2 separate regions of the Sus scrofa genome follow, and region 2 is linked to region 1. A link is a contact called in public Hi-C data. All regions are on one chromosome and are shown on one strand. Each heading gives the region's core, a stretch centred on a gene start, on an enhancer-like site or on the middle of the called end of the contact. The rest is flanking DNA. Distances are from core to core; before and after follow the strand shown. Region 1 holds the start of LOC106505102 (a long non-coding RNA gene). Region 2 overlaps SMYD3 (SET and MYND domain containing 3).

Region 1 (6,025 bases), core at 2,325-4,824:
CGGGCGGGGCCAGGTGGCCGGGAGGTCGGGGGGCGCGCAGGCTGCAGCCCTAGTGCCCGCTGTGGACGCGGAGGATGCCCGCGGACCTCTCTCAGCGGACTTCGGTAAACCGTGGAGGGCAAGGCTGCCTCTCTCCTGAGAGGCACGGTCTCAAGCCTCAATTCTCGGTTTCTGAGGGATCCGGTATTCGGCGAAGACCCCATGAACACCCGGGTCAGCCCAGGGCGGGGCGGCCGCACGAGCGGCAGGTGCTCCGACCAGGCAGCTCCGGCCCCGCCCACGGGAGAGCCCCGCTGAGGCCCCGCGCCTGCGCAGAGTGGCTCGGGCCCCCCTGAGCCCGGCTGCTGACAGTGCTGTGCCGGGGCTTCGGTTTAAAGCTTTCAGTATGCATCTCAGGGGTAGTTAGCGTCTGCAACTTAGTCTGGAGGCGCATCTTGCAGTGGCTAGTCAGCACGCGCAAGACTCCGCGCATACACTCCCCTATAATAAGCACTTTAAATCTCATTACCTGAATCGAACCAGGAGGCTTGTGAATTAATAGCCAAGGCATTTTTGGAATTATTTTTCTCAGTAAAATAAGAGAGGTTGAAGACATGTGATCGAGTTGAAAAACCAGCTGGCCCATCCTTACCTGAGGGGCCTATCTGCATCCAGCAAGCCCTGACTTGTTCTCTCCAAAGAGAGGCCAAAGCAAGGCCCTGGGTCTAGTGCGCCTCTTGGTCCCGAGTCCCCTCCGCTCAGGGAGGGGCTGGTTGCGCTGCCGGTAGAGCCAGCTGCCTGCGCCCTTTATGTGGGGCTCTCCTCGGACGGACGGGCTGAGGACAGAGAGCAGGCATGGCTGCAGGGAACCGCGAACTTGTGGGTGAACCAGGTTACACCTGTAGCAGAATCCCATCCGGGCCTTTGTCAATCATCCCACCTGGGGATGGTTTAGGGCGTGGGCATATACAGCCCGTGGGCTTCTAACAGATGGAGGCCATTGACATTTGCAAATGAATGGACAAGGGCTGAATGAGACCACTGGGCAACAGGCAAGGTCCTGAAGAAGAAAAAGCCTGCCAAATGGGTCTTTGTTCCATCCAATTATTAAAACAAATGCCTGTCACTCTATCCCATACATCTGCTGAGCACTTAGCCAGATTCCGACATCCTCCTGCATACAGTGTCTCATCCTCCGAACAAGCCAGAGGGACCCAGGCCAGACCGATAAGGCTTCTCTTCTGCAGGGACAAAGAATCTGAGCCCAGAGAGTTTCTCCAACTCCCTCCAAGTCGACTGCAGGAGGCAGTTCTCAAACCAGCACCCAGGCTCGGTGACTCCTTGGCTAAGAGTTAAGATGCACGTCAGCGAGTTCCCATCATGGCCGGAGGTTAAGAACCCAACTAGTATCCATGAGGACGTGGGCCTCATTCAGTGGGTGGAGAATCTGGCATTGCTGTGGCTGTGGTGCAGGTCGGCAGCTGCAGCTCCAATTCGACCTGGGAACTTCCATGTGGCTCAGGTGTGGTCCTTAAAAAAAAAAAAAAAAGATACATGTCAGAATTCTCAGAGAAGCATTCCCCAAACATGGGTATGCATAATGTATATAAAAGTTCCTTTCTGAGAGTGATGACCCAAAACTTCTATCTTAACACTCACTACACGCCCAGGACTGTGCTACATACACACTGGAAGCCGTAGAAAGATCCACTACCCTTGGAAAAGTTGCAGAAGCTGCCACCAAAACATGCGAGCTCAGCATGAGGATTATTTTGAGCTAAAGGAGTTTGAAAAATAGCAGAGGCAAGAAGGATGTTCTGATCTCCCCTTTTCTTTCTGAAAACAGGAGAGACACTCCCACAGGTAAGATACCCTCCAGGTACTAGGCGAAAAGAAACATCCTTATCCTCAGGGATGGGGAGTCAAAGCTGAGAAAAATCTCTGCAAACAGCCTTATTAAGGTAGCTCATCTTCCTTTAGGCTCCCCACATATTCTGGTTCCATTTCCACAGCTGTTTTTCAAAGCATTTAGGTTCTGCCAAGTCTTTGGTTCTTTTCTTTTTTTTTTTTTTTAGGGCTGCAGCTGCAGCATATGGACATTCCCAGGCTAGGGGTCGAATCAGAGCTGCAGCTGCTGGCCTACACCACAGCTCATGGCAACGCAGGATTCCCCAACCCACTGAGCAAGGCCAGGGATCGAACCCACATCCTCATGGATCCTAGTCGGGTTCGTTACCACTGAGACACAGTGGGAACTCTGGTTCTTCTTTTTTTTTTTTTTTTTTAAGGAAGGCTCTCGTGGTATGGAAAGCTCATATTAAATTAGTGTGTGTGCTTTCCTCGTGTTAATCTGTCTCATGTCAATTTAAGTCCAAGGCCCAGCCCCTAAGAGGCGAGATAAAGTCTTGCCTTTGCTACGTCTCTAGAGCCTAATATTTAGGGATGTATACACATGTCCTACTTTAGGTATAACGGAACTCATAGTGAGAACTTGTTGCATCTTACAGCAGGAGGGCGGCCCACGCTGGACCTCCTCGCTATGTATTTGTGGAATGAACAAATCAGTGACTCAATGAAATCGGAGTTGAGAGAGGAAGACATCACTCTAAGTGGGGCCATCAGGGGAGGCCTCTAAGTACTGTTCAGGGGAGGCAATTTAAGACATGGTTACTCTCAGTGTGTGTAAAACGCTAGTAATGTTTTATTCGTCTTGTTACAGCTGTTTCACTTTTAGGAATTTATCCTACGGGGCTTGCCAGAGAGGCCAAAGAGATTTATGTTCAACATGTTTATCATATTATAATTTATCATAGCAAAAAAGTGACAACAGGAGTTCCCGTCGTGGCTCAGTGGAAATGAATCTGACTCGCATCCATGAGGACACCAGTGCGATCCCTGGCCTCCCTCGGTGGGTTAACATCCGGCGTTGTCCTGAGCTGTGGTGTAGGTCACAGATGCAACTCGGATCCTGTGTTGCTGTGGCTGTGGGATTTGCCGCCTAGCTTGGGAACCTCCATATGCCTCAGGTGTGGCCATAAAAAGACCAAAAAAAAAAAAAAAAAAAGTGAAAATGATTTTAAGATCCAATAGCAGGGAAGTGTAATATGGAATAATGGTTGGAATATTCTGCAGCCAGTTAAAGTCAATTAGGAGCACATGTTCTGATTGGGGAAATAAATGTGCGTGGTGGGATTTTTAATGGGTGGAAAGCCAGTTCCAAAAGGGTTATGTCTATGATTATACAAAATTTGTACAGGTGTTTGTGTGTGTTTATAAAATAATCACAGGGGTTCTAGGGAGTGAGATTAAAGGTCATGTTTATTGTCTAGTTCCAGCTTTTCCAAAGTCCAGTTTTTAAAAAAGGCTTTTTTTTTTTTTTTTGCTGGCTCTTCAGGGAACTTGGGGTTTGTAGAGCTCTGTTAGCCAATGCAAAGCCTTTATTTCCAGTTTTTCTTCTGAGCACATGCAAGGAGGTGTCATGCAGACATCTGGACCCAGGACCCCTGAGGAGGGAAGGGGCCGGAAGGCTGGGCTGAGCAGGGGCAACTTAATTACAAGTGGCAAACAGATGCCACATTGTTTCCCCAGCACGCAGACGGACCTGGACCTGGGCACCCAGAGCAACTTCCTCAGGTGGCTTCGGATCGGTCACCTTCCCTGATAGAGAGGCTAGGTGGCTTGGGGGTGGGGGTGGGGCTTGGAGAAGTCTGCCCCTCCTCCTAAACCCCTCAGCCTCCTAGATTCTTCTCCAGCTCTTGGCAAATGCAGGGAGAAGGCTTCTGGGCAAGGGCTTCTGGGCACAGCTGAGGGGCACTGGGGACAGTGAGGCCCAGCAGACAGGCCGAGGGCTGGGCTGCCCTGGGGCTCCGTGGGGGGGCTGAACGTCCATGGGGCAGTGGTGGGGAGCAGGGGGAGTGACCTGCAGAAGGAGCTATGCTTGTTCTCGCTCCTTCCTTCCCCTCTCTTAGACCTTGGGCCCAAGAAGACTCTTCTGGAAGTAAGGCCTGGCCCAAGGCTCCAAATAGAGGAAAAGGGGTGCACGGTGGGGGTTGGGGGGTGGCGGGAGAAGACTTCACCCTACCTTGAGGGGGACTGTGTTTGCCTGTTTGTAAGGGGGTTTCTGTGATTCTCCCCACGTGGCCGCCTCGAGAGGAGCGCACGCCGGTGGCCACTCCCAAGACCCTCGCCTCCAAGTCCTTCCCCCACAACGAGCCACAGTCGTCCCCCCGCCCCGTTTTCCCAGGGGATCCCCCAAGAACTGCAGTCAGGTCCAACCCAGATTCCTATGGAGCCTCTGCTTTGCCCTGGGACCCAGTGCCCGTGAGAGCCTGTGTGCGCCCTTGGAGAAAGGGGTCTCTGTCTCCCCCGGTCCCGTGGAGCTCCTGCGCACCAGCCCCACGGCCTTCAATGCCAGATGTTCCAGGGGCTCCGTCTCCCAGTGCCAGATCCCCAGGCGTGGGGACCCGAAGTGGGGCTCAGAACTCTCACTCCTGCAGGTGAGTCTGTGATACAGTCACTTTCCAGTCTCTGGGGCTGCTCAGCCGGCGGGAATGGGGTTGCTTCCATCACGTCGTCGCCCTCCTTCCGTCTTGATGTGGCCTCTTCTTTGTCTTGCGGAGTAGAATGTCTTTTGGAAAGTTTCCAGTCCATTTGGTTGAAAGTTGCTCAGCATTTGGTTGTAATTTTGTTGTTTTTATGAGAAAAGTTGAGCTCCAGTCCCATTCTGCCATCTCCATCCTGTCTCCTGGTTCTTTGGTTTAAAAAGTCTGACATTTCTGCAGACTCCAGACTCCTGCCCAGGTTTGTTTTTGGTTTTTTTTTTAGGGCCGCACCCACAGCATATGGAAGTTCCCAGGCTAGGGCTCCATGCGGAGCTGCAGCTGCCAGCCTACACCACAGCCATGCCAGATTCGCGCCGCATCTGCGACCTACACCACAGCTCAGAGCAACACCGGATCCTTAACCCACGGGGCAAGGCCAGGGATCGAACGTCATGGCTACTAGTTGGCTTTGTAACCGCTGAGCCACGAGAACTTCTTAGCTCCCAACTTCTTAAGAACTTATGGCTTCTGCTACAGTGGCCCAAAGGGAGCCCACAAGGGTCTGATGGGGTCTGGGGACAGAAGAGGCGGGGAGCCGGGAGCTGTGCATGTCCGGGCCAGCTCAGCAGAGTAGGAGACATGGATTCAGAGCAGGGCTGTGCTTGGAGCTGCCCTCTCTCTGGGGCTGTTAGAGCACGTGGTGATTGGACAGATGAGGTGGCAGCATCAGGGCAGGGCCCGGGGCAGTGTCTGCCATGGGGGGGGGCTGCCCTTCCTCCAATTTCTGACCTTGTTTTTGCTTTCTTACCTGAATGTACCCAGTTACAGGTGAGGCCAGCATAGGTGTGACAGGGACTGTGTGTCCAGCTCCAAGGAAGCTGCAGTGCCAGCCCCAGAGGCCCTGGACTGCGGGAGCAGTACCAGGCCACCGAAACTTCAGCACATCAACACCCAGCTTCTTGACACTTTTCCTGCGTGATCACCAGCCCGGTGACTCCCAGGGACACAGGGCAGTGGCAGGGCTCTGGGACTTCTCCACCCATGCCCACCTGAGCTTCTGACCTTGTTGGGGGCCAGTCCATCCTTGGAAGTCCCTAGAAGCCTGGAAGGAAGTCCTTGGCCCAGGTGTTGCCCTCGTGAAAAGAACCTGCTCTGGGCCTTGAATTGTTTCCCCCGGTTCAGAAGCACCAGCGGGACAGAGGAAGTCATGACTCTGAGTAGGAGAAGAGTGAACATTTAATGCCATCATAGTTTGATTCTTTTTAAACACCAGATTCTTCTTTTGACAACATTTTACACCTCATATGCCACAACAAGTCAGAGATCGTAGCCAGCAAACAATGTCTTTACACTGGAAATGGCACACAGCTTAATGAATTCATGTCACCAGTTGTGGGGGTTTTTTTTTTGTTTTTTTTGGGGGGGGGGTTGAAAATGCTTAATTTTCTTTTCCAGACTGTTCTCCAGGTAGCCAGTTCACACGTATCATGACCAAGCCAAAAGCT
Region 2 (5,926 bases), core at 768-3,267, 130 kb before region 1:
GAGAATACTCCCAAGAGATTCAATTATTTCCCTTCAAAATTCTCTTGGAATCATAATGACTATTAGAAATTGAAGGCACCCATATCTCATGCTAGTCAGCCTAACTGGTAATTAAAGTGCAATTAAATTTTTCACGGTGTAGATGGTGACTGTTTTTTTCAGGGAAATTACAAACTCCGGGCCCTTGAGAGTTATGGGATTAATCTACAGACATTTAATAATTCAGCTTTGATCAGATGCAGTTGCTGACGGCTCTCTGAAAGGGAAGGGGAATAGTATGGTATTGTCGTGATATTAATGGTGCATTTTAATTTTATTTGGTTTCTTAGAGACCAGAAAATAACTACCAGTCCATGAATGAAAGGCCATTTTCAAATTGGCTGTTGCTGCCTCTCACGAACATGTGCCAGCAGTGACAGTTCCGCTGCCAGCTTCGCTTTTTGCAAGTAACTTTGCACAATCCAGGGCCCCTTCCCGACTTGTCACCCTGGGCAGAAGTTGGGAGGCTTCATTTCTTGACCCGGTCTGGCATTGGCCAAATGTTTTTTTCCTTCTTTCCTTCCCTTCATTGACAATGTCCTTGGGTTGCAGGGCTGTGCTAATAAGGAATTTCTTGACTCGATCTGAGGCCAGTGGCTCCACCGAGACCTGGTCAGTTCTGGGGTCTCCATGCTGAGAGCACCCTGGCCGGAGGTGAAGCACCTAGAGTAGAGCTCCAGCTCCCTTAGCCTGGCCACTGTGCCAGGAGATGCTAGGGTGCTGGCTGGGAAGGGGTGAGACTTGGAAGCAGCAGCTGGACCGTGCCTCACCCCTGAGTGTCACAGAGGCCCACCTTCAGGCCCTATCTTCAATCAGATTCATTTCAAACTTTTGGGAAGATATGGCTTTAAAAAAAAAAAAAAATCCCATTTTGCAAATTCATCTCGAGAAATACCACATCCCGAATTGGCAGGATGTAAGTGTTACCGAGTCCAAGCTCATTCTGTTCACCACACGACAGGCCAGTAAATCGGGAGATGAGGTGCCGGGGCAAGGACAACATCTTTGCTTTTTAGGCCTGCATCCGCGGCATATGGAAGTTCCCAGGCTAGGGGTCAAATCGGAGCTGCAGCTGCTGGCCTACGCCACAGCCACAGCAACACAGGATCCAAGCCACATCTGCAGCCTACACCACAGCTCACGGCAACACCAGATCCTTAACCCACTGAGAGAGACCAGGGATTGAACTCGCATCTTCATGGATATTAGTGGAGTTTGTAACCTGCTGAGCCACAATGGGAACTCCAGAATAACAATTTTTAATCCGAAAGCCGGCAGACCAGTGTCTCATAGACCCTTCTCCCCAAAGTCAGAATGCAGGCTCCTTTTTTACCAGAAAGTGGAAGGGGAGCAGTCCTGTGGTCAGTTGTTGCAAACCTCTTGTTGCAGAAAAGCCTTTGTTCTCGGGGCTCTCCTCCTCGCTCAGGTCACAGTCAGGTCGCCATGGTCCTGTAAACCTCCAAACAAACAAGTGTCCTTCTCTGCTCTGCAACTTTTTTTTTTGGGGGGGGGTCTTTTTGCCTTTTTCTAGGGTTGCTCCCACAGCATATGGAGGTTCCCAGGCTAGGGGTCTAATTGGAGCTGTTGCCACCGGCCTACACCACAGCCACAGCAATATGGGATCCAAGCCACGTGTGCAACCTACACCATATCTCACGGCGATGCCGGATCCTTAACCCACTGAGCAAGGCCAGGGATCGAACCCGCACCCTCATGGTTACTAGTCGGGTTCCTTAACTACTGAGCCACGACGGGAACGCCCTGTTCTCCAACTTTTTATCTAAAAATGTAATACTTTTAAAAGTTGTAGCCTTGAGAATAGACTCTCCTGGATATTTCAAGCTCTGGGTAACATCCTTTTGCAATAGGTGCAGAGCCAGGATGACTCAGCACGAGTGACAGAAGATGAGGTTAAAGTTAAACGAAAAAGAACGGATCTGATGTGGAGTCAGATTTGTTCTTCCTCTTACATAAGTTTTTGAGCAAATTTGCACAGTCCAATGTAGCAGCTAAGAGGTGAGATAGGAATCAAGTAGGGCAGTGCTGCATATCCACTGCTTTGAAGTCTCTTAGTTTAGACATAGGTTTCTGCGTCTCTCAGCCTCACTTTTCCTATCTCTAAGGTGGATGTGTTGACATTACCCGCTCCATAGGGTTGTAATAAGGCTTACAGGAGATAAATCTTAGTGAAATGCATGGCACACAACAAGCACTCAGCAAATATTTGCTGCGAATGTTTTCATTATTGATATATGGGATGGAGTATTGGCATTCTTTTTGGGGTTTTGTTTTGTTTGTTTTTTGTTTTTTTGGCTGCCCTGTGGCATAGGGAGTTCCTGGGCCAGGGATCAGATTGAGCTGCATTGTGACCTAAGCTGCAGCCGTGGCAATGCCAGATCCTTAACCCACGGTGCCAGGCTGGAGACCGAACCTGCATCCCAGCGCGCCCAAGACACCCTCGATCTGTTGCAACACAGCAGGACCTCCTTTTTGGGGGGCACATTTTAATTCCGCATCGCCACTTTGGAGTTCTTTTAGAATACTTCCTAACACCCTACAGCTTAGACTTCTTCCCCTTGTCTTTCTCTTCCTTTGCCCGTCCCCGTGAATAGCAAGGAAGTTGAACCCCCTGGAAAGACTGTTTTATTCTTCATCATCTCACCAGCAGCTAACTTGTTTCAGGGCGCCTGGTAGGCCTCAATGTATAATGGATGTCTACGGGGTAGAAGGAAGGTCCAAAACCAATTAGACCGTGGGGTCGGAGAGAAAAGAACCATTCTGATTTCTGTATCCTTCCGTCTCCAGTCATCTGCCGCACGCAGCAGCAGTAGCGAGGGACTTGGGAGTATAAATTATGCTAAACTCGTAGCCGCAGATTCTTCAAGTAATGTGCCCGCGCCTGGATGCTGAAAGCATATTTATCAGGTGAGACAGCAGCTACGGAGTCTCCTATTAGCTCACGGGATAATGGCACAATGCATCATCAGTCGGCATTGGGAACAGTGCACCATTTTCGTTCGGTCGTCTGGAGCCAGGGATGGGGTGAACACTGAATACTGATTTTCCAATGGTGACTAATAGATAGGAAAAGGCAGAATGTTTTTTGGTTCCATCTCGTGCTTTGCCCATGCCACCGATTTTGGCAGTACATTAAAATCAACCTTTATTTGCCTGAAACAATAAATTACAAGAGCAGAAAGTAGGCAGGAGGACTCAGGACACAAACGAGCAGATGGTTATTACTTTCTGCATTGTGCATTCGCAGATGTTTAACGGGTTCAGAGAAGAGACAGATTTTACTCGGAACATTGAGTATTATTCTGATTTTTTAATTTTATCTTATTTTAAAAGTTTACTTATTTTTGGCTGTGTGCAGCATGCAGAAGTTCCTGGGCCAGGGATCCAACCCACACCACAGCAGTAACCCAAGCCACAGTCATGAAAACGCCAGATCTTTAACCTACTGAGCCACCAGGGAACTCCTCCAGTGTTTTTATTACTAGAATAATGTGGGAATATTCTAATAGCTGCAATCTAATAACTTGATTTTTTTTTTTTTTTTTTGGTCTTTGTCTAGGGCTGCACCTATGGCATATGGAGTTTCCTAGGCTAGGGGTCGAATCAGAGCTGTAGCCGCCTGCCTACATGACAGGATCACGGCAACACCGGATCCTTAACCCACTGAGCGGGGCCAGGGATCAAACCCGCAACCTCATGATTCCTAGTCGGATTCATTAACCACTGCGCCACGACGGACTCCATTGTGTGTGTGTGTGTCTTTTTGTGGAGAGGACTCTAAGGATTGTTGAGCTACAGCCTGTCCCTTTATAGATGCAAGTATCATATCAGCGAGTTAAGAAACTTGCCCAGGGTCAGAACCAGGACAGGGCTCAGGGCCTCCTGGTCCTGACTTTTCCCTCATATTCTGTCATTTCAGAGAGCAATGCTGACTGGCCTTCCAGAGAGGGACATCATATCATTCCCTACCCTCTTCATACCTCCACTTTGGTTATTCTTTTTTTTTTTTCTTTTTAGGGCTGAACCTTTGGCGTATAGAAGTTCCCAGGTTAGGGGTCACACTGGAACTGTAGCCACAAGCCTATGCCACAGCCACAGCAACATGGGACCCAAGCTTCATCTATGACCTACACCACAGCTCATGGCAACGCTGGATCCTTAATCCACTGAGTGAGCCAGAGATCGAACCCACGTCCTCATGGATCCTAGTTGGATTTGTTTCTGCTGCGCCACAACGGGAACTCCTGTTTATTCTTTTTAATTATGGAATTTTAGGTCACAGATAGATAGATGGAGGGACATTAGAAACTGAAGCCAGAAATCTTCAGAGCCCAGAGCCAGGCCCTAGACGACAGCCTGCAGCCGCTGACCTGGGGTCTCTGAAGTGTGATTGAATTCCATCTCTAATACAACAATCCTTCTGCTCTAGGAGCCAGAAGAAGTTTTTAAAAGATTATTTCTCCAAGTCCAGTAGAAAAAAAAAAATATGTTGGAGAAATTTAAAAAACATCATCTTAAAAACAAATAATCATTTCAAAGAAATTAAATAAATAAAATTCGCCTTGGTCTTACTATCAAGTAGCTATTTTTATAGTTTATAGTAAAGAAGAGGAGAGAGTCACTGCATGATTTGGGGTGAAGGACAGATCAGTACTTGACTCTGATGCTAGGACTCACGTAGCTGGGGGCCGCAGTGGCCTTGTAGCACCTGTTGAGCTGGTCCCCAGTGAAAACTTGTAGAACTCTATCTCAGGAACAGGGTCAGGTCGGGTCTCTCCCATGCTGTGGACTTTCAGTAATTTTTTGTTTATGTGCAGGTTCATTCTGAAGGTAACTCAAATTTATTTTAAATAAATCAAATGATTAGAGTGTAAAACACAGTGGAATGCATTCACAGCAATGTTGATACATTCCTGAAATCCATTCCCCAGGAATCATTGGACTGGATGGTACAACACACGGCCTGCCTTTAACGGAAGGACTGATTGACGGGTATAGCATAGCTGTAATCAAGACGCTGTACAGGACATTGTCCTATTTTGGAAGCATGTGATTTGATGACATTATTCCAGGCTTGGGTTTTTTTTTTTTTTTTTTTTTTTTTTTTTTTTTTTTTGATGTTTTCTTTTTCTTTCCCACGTGTTGGTGTCCTCGTGTACCTTGTCATTGTGTGGTCCTTCCCTAACGCCATTCTTTTGGAAGCGTACGTGCAGGATTCGCCTTTTACTTTGATGTAAGAATCGTTCGTCTATTTCTCCAGCTTGAGACTTTTTGAGAAATCCTGAGTCTATCCAGCTGCTTAGGAAGGAGGATATCTACCGTTACTGGCTCACATTACCTACGTTTAGCTCGTTCATGCTGCACAGTCCCCCTGTAAGGTAGGACTCGTTAGCCCCATTTTATAGATGAGGAAATGGAGCATCCAGTGGATTAAGTAACACGCCAGGATTCTAGGGCGATTATCCCTTCCTCTGAACTTTGTAGCAGCTGCAGGTTTGATAAACATGCCTTGACTATCTTTACCCAGATCCTGGCTGGAGAATGTTGAATAAACCCAGGCCAGGGATGGCCTGTTTCCAATGCCCTCCAGGCCGGAGGTGAACGTTAATCACCTTCCTCTGGGAACAGGGCTTCAACCACTTACTAATCCGCCTTGTCAAAGCCGATACTCTGTGCGTTGACATTATTATTGTTTTTGAAAACGCTTTTCCGTATAAAAGCATCCAACAGGTTTTTAAAAGTTCAGCTATTTTAAACATTTGTGATGGGTCCTGGTATCCTATGTAGCACACCCAGACAAAAATAAACTGCTTGCGGATCAAATTCTCTGCACGTGGGGCCGTGTGTTTGGTTTGCCTTCCAGACACTT

What was found. Hi-C and Micro-C count contacts between places; a contact is called where the count stands out from the background.
Region 2: a Hi-C map of liver shows a contact between it and region 1, with 2.8 times the contacts expected there. The contact joins two enhancer-like sites. A contact is called at or near these places in 1 of 5 promoter capture datasets (liver) and 5 of 47 Hi-C or Micro-C datasets (liver and skeletal muscle).

The regions. Positions count from the first base shown.
Region 1 is chr10:18,219,765-18,225,789 of Sscrofa11.1, reverse strand. KIF26B (kinesin-like protein KIF26B) reads right to left here. Exons shown (of 16, transcript XM_021064466.1): 16 at 5,738-6,025. LOC106505102 (a long non-coding RNA gene) reads right to left here and starts at 269. Exons shown (of 3, transcript XR_002336128.1): 1 at 1-269. Within about 2 kb of position 3,574, at least 3 of the 83 cell types and tissues checked have an H3K27ac peak or open chromatin away from gene starts, as enhancers often do. A contact at or near this core is called in liver, where this site is marked.
Region 2 is chr10:18,344,717-18,350,642 of Sscrofa11.1, reverse strand. All of the region lies in intron 10 of SMYD3 (SET and MYND domain containing 3), which reads left to right. Among named protein-coding and RNA genes, the nearest start is that of KIF26B, 640 kb to the right of the region's middle. Within about 2 kb of position 2,017, at least 2 of the 83 cell types and tissues checked have an H3K27ac peak or open chromatin away from gene starts, as enhancers often do. A contact at or near this core is called in liver, where this site is marked.